4 separate regions of the Mus musculus genome follow, and all the other regions are linked to region 2. The links are chromatin contacts, called in public Hi-C maps. All regions are on one chromosome and are shown on one strand. Each heading gives the region's core, a stretch centred on a gene start, on an enhancer-like site or on the middle of the called end of the contact. The rest is flanking DNA. Distances are from core to core; before and after follow the strand shown.

Region 1 (2,779 bases), core at 266-2,765, 1.1 Mb before region 2:
CTACAGGAGACCCAACTACAAAACAAAAATCAAACATAAGCATTTTAAAAAGTGTTACGCCGGGCATGGCACGCCTTTAATCCCAGCACTCGGGAGGCAGAGGCAGGTGGATTTCTGAGACAGGGTTTCTCTGTATAGCCCTGGCTGTCCTGGAACTCACTTTGTAGACCAGGCTGGCCTCGAACTCAGAAATCCACCTGCCTCTGCCTCCCAAGTGCTGGGATTAAAGGCGTGGGCCACCATGCACTGCTTGATTTTTTTTGTTTGTTTGTTTGTTTCTTTTGGTTTTGGTTTTTCGAGACAGGGTTTCTCTGTGTAGTCCTGACTGTCCTGGAACTCACTCTGTAGACCAGGCTGGCCTTGAACTCAGAAATCTGCCTGTCACTGCCTCCCACGTGCTGGGGTTAAAGGCATGTGCCACCACTGCCCGGCTCGATTTTATTTATTTATTTATTTATTTATTTATTTTTGTTTTTTTGAGGCAGAGTTTCTCTGTGTAGCCCTGGCTGTCCTGGAACTCACTGTGTAGAACAGGCTGGCCTCAAACTCAGAAATCCGCCTGCCTCTGCCTCCCGAGTGCTGGGATTAAAGGCGTGGGCCACCATGCCCTGCTCAATTTTATTTTTAATTGTTAATTAGTTACAAGCAGTTGTGAGCTGGGAACCAAATGTAGGTCTTCTGCAATAGTATGCGGACTTAATTGCTAAAGTTTAGCAGTTAAATCTTCTCTCCATAGCCCTGTGTTTTCCTCTTTGAGACAAGGTAGCTATGTAGGCCTTGCTGTCCTTGAACTCTCTCCATAGACCAGGCTGTCCTCCAACTGAGATCCACCTGCCTCTGTCTCTGGAGTTGCTGGAATTAAGGAGTTTGCCACCACGTTTGGGCCACATTTCCGTAATTTTTTTTTTTTTTTAAAGATTTATTTATTTATTACATGTAAGTACACTGTAGCTGTCTTCAGACACACCAGAAGAGGGCGTCAGATCTCGTTACAGATGGTTGTGAGCCACCATGTGGTTGCTGGGATTTGAACTCTGGACCTTCCGAAGAGCAGTCGGGTGCTCTTACCCACTGAGCCATCTAACCAGCCCCTCATTTCCGTAATTTTAATCAGATGAAGGAATTAAGGAGTTTGCCACCACGTTTGGGCCACATTTCCGTAATTTTAATCAGATGAAGGACGTTGTGTTTTTCTTTCTTTCTTTCTTTCTTTCTTTCTTTCTTTCTTTCTTTCTTTCTTTCTTTCTTTCTTTCTTTCTTTCTTTCTTTATTTATTTATTTATTTATTTAACAGAAGCTCTCTCCCACTTAACGCCATGAGCTCAGCAGGACATTAGGGAGACACAGCTCCAAGCCGGAGCCTACAAAGGTGGGAAACTAGACAGAGAAGAGAATTGGGCGTGTGGCGCGCGGCCTCCTGGGACTTGTAGTCCGCATCCTGCGAGGCGCATGCTCTGATGCTCTGGGTCTTCCGCGGTTGCCATGGCTTCTCTGAGCCTCGGTGGGTGGTGCCCCTAGACACGGGCGGGTTTTGGAGGCGTAGCGCGCGGAAGGCGGAAGGCATCACGCGGTGGGTAGGGCAGTCGAGAGTGGGGACTAGGGCGCGCTGGGACCCGTCCTCTTCCCCTGGCGCACTGGCTGCGGACTTTTCTTCCCAAACCCCTTACGCGCGGTGAGGAGAGGGGCGCACTCGGCACCCGGCTTTCCCGGGTGGGACTAATGAGCTTGACCGCTAGTGGCAAATCCCAGGCCTCCGGTCCTGGAAGCAGCAGAGTCTGGGCCTGCCTGAAGGTCTCAAAGACTATCCTTTTGGATTTTGTTTTAAGACAGAGTGTAGTTCTGTATGCCAGACTGGTCTGTAACTCGGAGATCCACCTGCCTCGGCCTCCTGAGTGCTGGGTTTAAATGCATGCATCTTGGCTAGGTTTGGCTTGTTTTGTCTTGAAACATTCCACTATCCAGGTTGACTTGGAGCTCACGATGTAGTTTAGGCCGGTTTGGCATTTGAGGTGCTCCTACTGCTTCAGACTTTAAAGTGATGGTATTATAAGTGTGCGCCATCATGCTTGGCTAGATTACATAGTAACAAGCGCCTGGCAGAAGGACATACATAAACTACAATTTGCAGTAGTCGTTCTCAAACTGACTGGCACATTAAAATTCTGGGGGGCTTTTTGTTTAAAAAAAAAGTATAAACTGAGCATAGTGGCACACACCTTTAATCCCAACACTGGAGAGGCAGAGGCAGGAGGATCTCGATGAGTTTAAGGCCAGCCTGGTCTACATAGAGAGTTCAGGACAGCCAGGGCTACATAGAGAAACCCTGTCTCAAAATAATGTAAAAATAGGATACCTTGCAGGATGTGGTAACACACATCCTGAATCCCCAGCACTTGTGAGGAAGAGACAGGTGGATCTCTGTGAGTTCCAGGCCACACTTGTTTACATTTTAAGTTCCAGGCTACTCAGGAAGATATAGGAAGACCCTGTCTTTAAAAACAACAACAACAAAACAATCTGGGCCTGTCCTCTCCAGGCAAATGAATCTAGATCTCTGGGATGTGTGGGACGTGAAAGCCAGGCAAAGGTTTCCCCGGGTGTATCCAGTGCAGGGAGGCATCTGGACCACTAGTGTGGAGTTTCAGGGCTTGGTAAAGGTGAGTGACTCTATCTGTGTGCTCCTGCCCACAGTGAGCAGCCAGCCAATGTGGAACAATGGCACTGAGCCACTCGGTGAAGGAGCGAACTATTTCTGAGAACAGCCTGATCATCCTGTTGC
Region 2 (2,893 bases), core at 351-2,850:
TAAACTCCTGTGTGTCTGACGCCCTCTTCTGACTTCCATGGGTGCCTACATTCATTGCACCCCCCCCTTACACACACATAATTAAAATCATTTTTAAAAGGTTATAAATATATTTTCTCAGATTAGCAGGCCACAGAGTCAAGATTTGAATTAATTAAACAACTAATTCCAGTGTTTGGTATTTTACTTTATTTTTAGACAGGGTCTCAGCTTGTAGTTCTGTGTGATCTGGAAGTGCTAACTGACTCCTTTAATTGATATAGGATCTTGGTGTAGAGCCAAGGCTGGTCTTGCGCCTCAGGACTTCTCAATGCTGTCATTTCCACTTTAGCTGGGGATTCTGTGCTTACCCAGGTCTGCTGGAGGGAACTTCTAGTCACTATTAAGATCCAGCTTAGGGATCTGTCCTTCCAGGGAACCTCCACTCATTCTTCTTGTATGGACGGACAGTGTCCTCTGTTATGACACTGTGTGGGTCTTCCTGTTTCTTCTCCATCCAGGAAACTACGGAGGGCAGTCCCCATTTGTATCGCCAATGTCTAGCTTGTAGAATGGCTAAATGCCAGCCTGTGTTCTAGACTGTTCTGATCTCTTCCCACAGATTCAATGCACAAGTAATCAAGGTCTGATAATCACGGTTGCTAATTTCTGGCAGCTTCTTCCTCCCCATCTTCGCTGTCAGGCTTAGCTTTGGGCTCTTTGATCTAAAAGAGGAAGAATCTCTAACTTGACAGTACAGTCTTGAAGACGCTTCCTGTGAGAGTACCCGTGACCTTGAGAAATGGCTCACTGCTAACTTAAGGGAAGCTGGGTAGACTTAAGGGAAGCTGGGTAGAGCACTCCAGGTAGATGAAAGAACATGGACACACAGGCTTCAAACGTTGATTTTTAGCATGCTATTAGTGGGAAGGAGACTGGTCAGGTTGAGAGCAGTGTGGGCAGGTTGAGAAGGCAGGACTATGGTAGTCCATTAGAGAGCTTGGGGTGTGAGGCTTTTTCTTATATGTGATAAGTATAATTCCGCTCAGGGACAGGGGAAACATGGAGGAAGGAGAGTGAGTACTTGCGATCAGAGGGTCTTGGTACTTTCAGCAATTTGTAGACTCACTAACGCTACAATCTAGTTCCCTGCGAGATGTGTGCCTGGCACAGTATTTTACAAACAAGATGTTATCTAACCCTTGCAACATCCCTGCTGAAATGGAAGGTTTTAACGCTATGCAGAAGAATTGAGGCTCAGATTAATTAATGATGTTCCCAAGGACACACAGCCTGAAAGCACAGATCCCAAGAAGATTGAAAGTACTAGGTTATTCTCTGCTACGGGAGCTTCTGGAGGTCAGGGGTTGGGTTTTCGGTTTCAGTAATATCCGACCTAGGTAAGTCTCGGAAGACACCTAATGAACTTCATTTGGATCAATGAAAGCTGACTATTCTTTTTTCTTCTTCACAAGCATGTGGCAACGTCACAGGGGAGCCTCCGAGCCGTCAGGGGGCGCTATACTATTCTGCGTTTAGTCCAACGCAGGGTCGGGTGCCTGGCTTCCTTTCTTCTGTAGCTGGCTGGAGCTCAGCCAATCGCTGCTCTCCGAGAGATGCCAGTGGGCGGGGCCTCGGGCGCGCCCCGCGGGCCACTGGGAACCTCGGCGTCCCTGTTGCTCCCGGCTAGCGGGCGCAGCGCGGGACCTGTCCGGGGTGTGCGGGCTGGACCGCAGGTGAGTTCCCAGGGCTGAGGGCACTTCGCTTCCCAGGATCGCTGGCCCCCAGTCCCACGGGAACGGCTCCTCCTAGTTGAGGGAGCGATGGTTTCCGTGACCCGCTCGGCCTCGGCCAGCTTTTGGTGGCCGAGTGTGGACTGTGGTCAGATCTCGTCCGCCTCAGGCCCCTGCAGGCCGAAGGGTGACGAAGCCACGCGTGTGGCGTGACTGGACAGGGAACAGGAGCTGATGACCCGAACCTCACTGGCGCTCCCATCCCAACTTGGCTGGCTGTCAAGGCTGATGGTTTCACCTTCTCGGACCTCCTACGACTGCTCTCATTTGGAGAGCTTCCGGTGGGCTCAGGCACTGGGACAGGTTTCCTGGCGGCCCGGTTGACCTGTACCTGGAGCCTTTGGCTGGCGCCCCTGCGTGTCGGGCTGGAAATAGGCGTTGCAGTATTTGGGAAACACTTGTGCTACTTACATTTTGATACCTTCGGGATGACTTCATGAAGTCTAGCTGCTTATGATCATATCCCTATACCCCTTTGTGAGTGCGGGTGGAAGGCTGCTGTAGTCTTCCATAAACAAAGCAACATGTTTATGCTGCCTGTCATTCATTCGACCAACAAACTTTTTTAGCTCTTTGCTAGGGAGGATAGCAAGGGTGGGAAGAGGCACAGAGCATAGGACGATCCGGACATCCTTAGTTCTTAACCTTGTGGAGCTCCAGGGTGTTTTGAGAGCTGTAGACAGGTAGGGTAGGCCCACATAGCTTACCGAAGAGAAGGTTGTGTTGTATACATGGATGACTGGAATTCGGACAAGAGCACATAGAACTTGGGCTTTCTATGTACAAGAGTAATACTCATAGACTGGTGCTTGATATGCCCGCCCTAAGACAAATTGGAAAATTGAGAGTCTCTACCCAGGAATTGTATAAAGGACTTGCACTTGGTGTGGACCTGTGATCACAAGCACTTGGCACTGGAAACAGGAGCGTCGGCAGATCAAAGTTATCCTTAGCTACTTTGAGGGTTTGAGGCCAGGCTGGGTGCCATGAGAACCTGTCTTAAAAATAAAAACAAGCCCAACGGTGGTGGCACATGTCTTTAATCTTGGCACTAAGGAGGCAGAGGCAGGCCAGTCCAGTCTCTGAGTTTGAGGCCAGCCTGGTCTACAGAAGGAATCTGA
Region 3 (3,122 bases), core at 266-2,765, 1.6 Mb after region 2:
TAATGAGGGAAGAATGGTGGGAGTATATAAGGGGAACCCTCTACTATATACTCCAAGTTTTGGTAAATATTAAAATAGCCCTTAAAAATAAATTCTAACTGGGTGTTGTGTTGCATATCTCAGGGAAAGAAATAGGAGGATCTCTGTGAATTTGGAGCTAACCTGATCTACAGGCCAACCAGAGCTACACAGTGAGACCCTGAATACATACATACACATACATCCATATTCACACACACACAATATACACACACATAATACATACACACACACACACACACACACACACACACACACACACAGTAAGCCTAAAAAGAAAACACCCTGAGTGTGCTAATTATGGCATTATTGAAAGGTTCAGCTTATCACTGCCCTGAATATCCTATGGTCCCCAAATGTAACTGTGAGGTCATCACTGGCACTCAGAAGAGCCCTAGAAAAGGCTTTAGGGCCAAAGTCTAAGGACACTGAAGGCACTGAGTGCGGAGCTGGGGCCTTTTGAGGGGATTTGTGTGCGCCCGGCTCCTCCCTACCTTGCGGGACTCCTCTCTGACCACCCACAAAGCGGTTTCAGCCAGCATGAGTGGCCATCCCACCCTCGCCATATCCCTTTTCGTATGTGGTTCCCTTCACCCAGGCTCAACTTCCATGGCCAGCTTCAACTCACCCTTCAGATTTTAGCCTAGCCATTTAAAAGCTATGAGGAGAGGTGAAGGCGCTGGACAGAGAGCTCAATGGTTAAGAGGACCCACCATGGGAGGCTCACAACTGCCTGCAACTTACAGACGATGCACATCCTCTCCGATTCCGCAACTTTTACCCTCCCTTAGGAAGCTCTCTGTGGCTGAGGCTGATCCTCTCCCCCTCCCGTGTCTCTAATGTGGACAGTGCAGCTCCTGACTAAATCCTACCTGCTCTGTAGATGTATTTGTTCCATAAATATGTGTTTAAGAAAAAAAAATTATCAGGATCGCACTGTGTAACCTGGCTAACCTGGAACTCTCTATGTAGATCAGACTGCTCTCAAACTTGCAGAAACCTGCCTGCCTCTGTCTCCTGAGTCCTGGGATTAAACGCACATACCCTCATGCCAGGCTAGGGTAATTTAATTGAGGAAGGAACCATGACTTATATTTTTAATAATTCAGCACACATTCCCCAAGTGCCAACTCAGGGGCCTCATTCAGGGCCCGAGGTTCTGGAGAGGCAGCAGAGGACAAACCCTGGTCCCCAGTCAGACGGAGCACAGTACTACCCAAACTGTACTATGGGAATTAAGAGCTCCAAACCTCAGGTATAGAACACAGAAGGAGAATGCTGCCGGCTTGTACCACCTGCCCACATGGGTCCCCTGCTCTAGTCATCGAGGACCTTAGACTGGCTAGTCACAGACATCTTTGAACAGTACCTACTGGAACTTAAGATTGTCTGAATGGCCAGAGCATGGGTTTTCTACTGCTCTTGCCTGGAAGTGACTCATATCATTCCTCACCATCCATTGGCCAAGACTAGTCACATGGCCTGTCCAACCGCAATAGAAGCTGGGAGATGGAGTTCCCGGTGAGGAAGCGCGGTGGCTATTCGTGATGTGAGTGAACTCTCCAAAAGTCTGCTCTCAGAGACAGGGCTCAGCAAAGAATTCCTTTACTGATTATTTATTTAGGGCTCATGAGCACTACAGAGGAGAGATCTGAAGTGCCGGGAGACAGAAGAGATCGTGGTGAACTCTCCAGAGGAAAAGGGATTTAAGCTGAAACCAGGAAGAGGGCGATTCTAGGAGAGAGACTGGCATGTAGAGGCCCAGAGCAAAGAAGAGCTTGCCACACGGAAGGGATAACAGACCTGCAACCAAACGAGGCAACCGTGACATGATTCAGAGGGATGGATGCTTCGTGTGGGCCCAGGGAGGAGAGGATTTAGGGTTTCGGTTTTATAGAAATAAGGCAACGTAGCAGTTCTATTATGGCCTTCTGTCTTCTGAGTATGGCATGGTGTTGCTGGCTTGAAACCACAGAAGCTGTGATCACACACATGCGACCCAAAGACTTTTCAAATAGAAGTGGGTAGGGAAGTTCACTGGAGCCTCAGCTGAGATTGAGACCCACCTGCTCCTGACCCCTCCAAGAGGCATGTAATCCTGCCTTAGCTGCATTTGGCCTTGGGAGGTGCTGTTTAGAGTTGCTAAAGGGTGGTGGTTAATTGGGATGGGCAGTCCAATAAAGCCCCCCCTTTTTAATTTATTTATTAAGAGCATCACCCATGGTGGAGAAGGGCTTTTCAGTGATGTGACTGTTTGGGGCTCACCTATGAGCCCTTCACCCACATTCCTGTAAGTTAGCCCCATCAGTTCTTTGTTTGCCAGACTCGAGTCACTTCAGTAGGATGGATTCTTTGGCCGGTTATTGGTGCCCGATCTGGATGAATGGAGGTTTCGTCGTTCACCTCTCCCTAGGAAAGATCACAGGCATGACTTCTGGTCCAAGTTCTATCAGAAGTGGTCATATAGTCACGGGAACAAACAGACCGGAATGGGACAAAGCGGGGAAGTAGGGGTACCAAATGGGGAGACTTTCAAAGTCTTCTTCACAAAGGATGAATCCAGCTTGGACCACGTGGTATTGGCGGAAGTGGAGACACTCTAATTCAGTGCAGGACAGGCGTGGGGGAAGCAAGAGGCTTCCCTGGTAGCCCACATTCTCGAGGGAGCCTGAGTAGTTAGTTCACTATTTAAAAAAAAATGTCTCGTGTGGGGTGTGTGTGGGAGTGGGTATGGGTGCCGCAGCACACGTGGAGGTCAGAGGTTAATCTCAGATGTAGGTCCTCACCTTCTACCTCTCTATGCCAGACTTGCCATCCTGCATGCTTACAGGAACTCTCCTGCCTCCCACCTCCTGTCTTATAGAAACATTGGATTACAGACGCTGTCTGTGTAGCTTTCTGTGGGCTCTAAGGATTTCACTTCAAGTCCTTCCACTTGCATGGTACATTAGTTGGAGTTCTCTAGAGGAACAGAACCTACAGGGTAAATATTGGGAGAGAATTTATTAGATTGGCTCACATAATATAGTTAGGTAGTCCAACAATATAGCTGTCTCGCACTGGAAAGGCAGACAGCTCAGTAG
Region 4 (2,856 bases), core at 73-2,572, 1.0 Mb before region 2:
ACCAGCCGTCTTTAACATTTATACAGAATAATATATACACCTAAGCTGTCTAAATAATAGGATTGACTACACACGGACAGTATTTCCACAAACAAAACTAGGAAAGATCTGAAAAAAGACAGTTGGATACATGCCTTTCGACTTAGGACCCACAATCGAAAACTCCCATACCCGGTAACAAGGGGTTAACCGTCAGTGAATTTCGTTGAATATTTACACTAAAGGTAGCCAGGGTTGTGCACTGCCATTTTAGAAAAAGAAAAAAAAAAACAAAAAAACTTAAGTACGTTAAAGTAAAAACTGAAATTTAAACGCAAAAGCTGATAAAGCCGTCTTTCTTGGCTCTGTCCTATAACGTCCTTGCCATATTGTTTCTATCCAATTAGCAAGCTCCTCGTTAACATAGGACTCTCACCGATGGCTTCCAACTTCTGGGCCACCAATGTTGCCGCCAACTACCGCCGCCACGCTCCACCCATTAAGAATCACAAGAGCAAAGAAAATAAGAGAAAAGTTGTTTAAGTGTGGGACACAACTGCTTCTCACCAGCAGGGCACACGCCAATCACCGAAGGAACGCAAGTCGGCCTCACTTGCAACCAAAGGAAGAAAGTGGGAACTATTTTTCCGATAGGAAATAAACTTGGAATAGGCCTCTTTTGGCCAAGAGAGGAAGAAAACAAAACAAAAGAACAAACAAGTTTAAAAAAAAAACAAACACAGAAGAAGTACTAACATTTAGTGTGCTAGCAGCCACATGGGCCCTAGAAGACAGAACCAGGCCAATGGAGACTGGTGGGGGAAGGGCGTGCAAGAGTTCCCGGAAAAAAAAAATTCAAATAACGAGGTTCGTAAAACAGGATTTGGGGGGCGGGGGGGAGATGGAGTTGGTGGAAGCCGTCGTTCCCGCACAGTGCACAGAAGTGTGCAAGCTGTTTCAGAGAGAAGGCGGCCGGAGCCCGGAGAACTAGGCCGGAGCGGAGGGAAGCGGAGAAGGGCGGGGAGGGGGAGGAGCCGATGGAGCAGGGCCCGCTCGGAGCAGGCCCGGGCCGAGCGTGGAGGAAGCCGCCGCACGCTAGGCCTAACCCTCGCCGGGGCCCAGCCGGCGCCCAGAAAAGAGGAAAACCCCAACACACAGAGATTAGCTGAGCTGTCCTCACTCCCATCAACTGCGTCCACTCACCTTGACCGGCCGGAGCGACTACAGCTGCAATCTCGCAACGGCACAACCGGCCCGAAGCTCGCCCCCGCCCGCTAGCGCGCCCCGCGTCCCCGCTCTCCGACGACGGCGGCTACCGCCTCGCTCCGCTACCTCCTGGGAAATGTAGTCCTAGGTTTCTCTCTCCTGACTCACCGGACGTCCTCTCGAACTCTATTTCCCACAAGGCAGAGCGAGCGTTGGGCCCGCCGCTTTGCGTCACGCGCCCGAAGATCGGCGGTCACGTGGGCGACTGCGTTGCGCCTCCGTTCCCCCCTCCCCCCGCTCCCGCCTGGGTGGCCTGAGGAAGAGGGAGGGAGGTGGACGGAAGGGGCCCGGGCGTTGCTGACGCCACTGCCCCCACCATTTTGGAGAGGCCTCTCCGGGGGACTGAGGGAGGGCCCGAGCCCCACCCACTCGTCTTCTGCTTACGTCCCCGGAAAGTCTCTAGTTTGGTGGCCATCAGGCCTCTTGGCATTCGTTCTGTGCCTTACCCTTCCCCTGCTTTCTGACCTTGAACAGATCGTTGTATAAAGTGAGGCTCATAATTTGTACCTCACAGAGTTGTTGGGAGGTCCCCGACAAAGGAAGGCACTTGATCACCCGGAACCCAGAAAACGCAACGCAAAATGGAGAAGAGTTGTTTTGATAGTGTGATCTCAGGGGACCCAGAAGTCCGTTGGATCTCGGTCTCTCCTACAGCCACCTCCTGTCCCATTTAATGGCAATAAGAGCCCAAAGAGGTTTTTAGTTTGGGGATTTTTTTCATGGGGAGCGGGGATTCTAGACAGGGTTCTCGGTATACTGAAATACTCTAGGTAGAGCAGGCTGGCCTCAAACTTGGCCCAGAGAAGTTTTTTAAGAACATGGGCCCAGGAAGTATATTAGTACCTGTGGAACCACAAATGTCCTGGAAAGTGAAACCCTGGGATTTGTGTTTTCTCCTTGGTTTTTGTTTTTTGTTTTTTTTTGTTTTTTGTTAACTTTAATTTTTAGAACAGAATCTCCCGTTGTATGCCAAGCTGTCCTGGAAATCACCGGGTAGCACAGGCCGTCCCCTAAACTCAAGGCAGCCTTTTCGTCTCAGCCTCATTCATGACTGCTGAGCTTACAGATGTTAAGTCACTACGAGGCTGTTTCTCACATGGTCACTAAGGTTTTTTAGAGCAGTTTGGTTTTCTCTGCACTTGCTTGCCTTAGTGAATCCTGCACATGTAAGCGTTCAAACGTCACCTTTTCTGTCATGCATTTACGAGCTACTGTACTGCTGTAGCTATTGAAACTGTTCCTGTTCAGATGGAAGGAAGGGTATCCAGGGATTCGGAAGGCCCAGGAACCGCTACGCTCTGAGAGGAAGCCTCTTCAGCAGAGGCATTGCAGCTCGGGAGCCTCAGCCCTGATCTTTCTTCTCTTCTTCTCTTCATGGCTTCTTTTCTTCTTAGCTTCTTCCAATGAGAAAGCCATACCAGGCAGCAAATCTCATAAAGCAGATTTATTGGGAGGGTTTGGGGTACAGAACAAAGACTCGAAGAGTAGTGGCTGTTTCTGCTCCTGGCAAGTGAACGAAGGACAGGGGTTATATATATAGGATTTATTCGGAGGCGGGGCTTTTCAGGGCATGCAGAGATTTCCGGAGTAAGGATTGGTGGGATCTCAAGT

Evidence for each region. A called contact is a pair of places that touch in the nucleus more often than the background predicts.
Region 1: a Hi-C map of B cells shows a contact between it and region 2, with 6 read pairs. The contact joins the promoter of Lsm10 here to the promoter of Smim12 in region 2. A contact is called at or near these places in 1 of 39 promoter capture datasets (pre-B cells) and 1 of 484 Hi-C or Micro-C datasets (B cells).
Region 3: a contact with region 2 is called in a Hi-C map of B cells, with 6 read pairs. The contact joins the enhancer-like site here to the promoter of Smim12 in region 2. A contact is called at or near these places in 1 of 15 datasets of contacts at CTCF or cohesin (large pre-B cells), 1 of 484 Hi-C or Micro-C datasets (B cells), 4 of 115 datasets of contacts at active chromatin or transcription factors (T-cell acute lymphoblastic leukemia, astrocytes, embryonic hindbrain and 1 more) and 1 of 9 other capture datasets (liver).
Region 4: a contact with region 2 is called in a Hi-C map of erythroblasts, with 7 times the contacts expected there. The contact joins the promoter of Thrap3 here to the promoter of Smim12 in region 2. A contact is called at or near these places in 1 of 39 promoter capture datasets (pre-B cells) and 1 of 484 Hi-C or Micro-C datasets (erythroblasts).

The regions. Positions count from the first base shown.
Region 1 is chr4:126,095,138-126,097,916 of GRCm38.p6, forward strand. It overlaps Lsm10 (U7 snRNP-specific Sm-like protein LSM10), which reads left to right and starts at 1,516. Exons shown (of 2, transcript NM_138721.2): 1 at 1,516-1,672; 2 at 2,692-2,779. The coding sequence starts at 2,716.
Region 2 is chr4:127,242,184-127,245,076 of GRCm38.p6, forward strand. Smim12 (small integral membrane protein 12) reads left to right here and starts at 1,601. Exons shown (of 2, transcript NM_030252.2): 1 at 1,601-1,715.
Region 3 is chr4:128,810,081-128,813,202 of GRCm38.p6, forward strand. No RefSeq gene overlaps it. Among named protein-coding and RNA genes, the nearest start is that of Zfp362, 5.5 kb to the left of the region's middle. Within about 2 kb of position 1,516, at least 360 of the 459 cell types and tissues checked have an H3K27ac peak or open chromatin away from gene starts, as enhancers often do. A contact at or near this core is called in B cells, T-cell acute lymphoblastic leukemia, astrocytes and 1 more, where this site is marked.
Region 4 is chr4:126,201,388-126,204,243 of GRCm38.p6, forward strand. It overlaps Thrap3 (thyroid hormone receptor associated protein 3), which reads right to left and starts at 1,323. Exons shown (of 12, transcript NM_001356455.1): 1 at 1,183-1,323.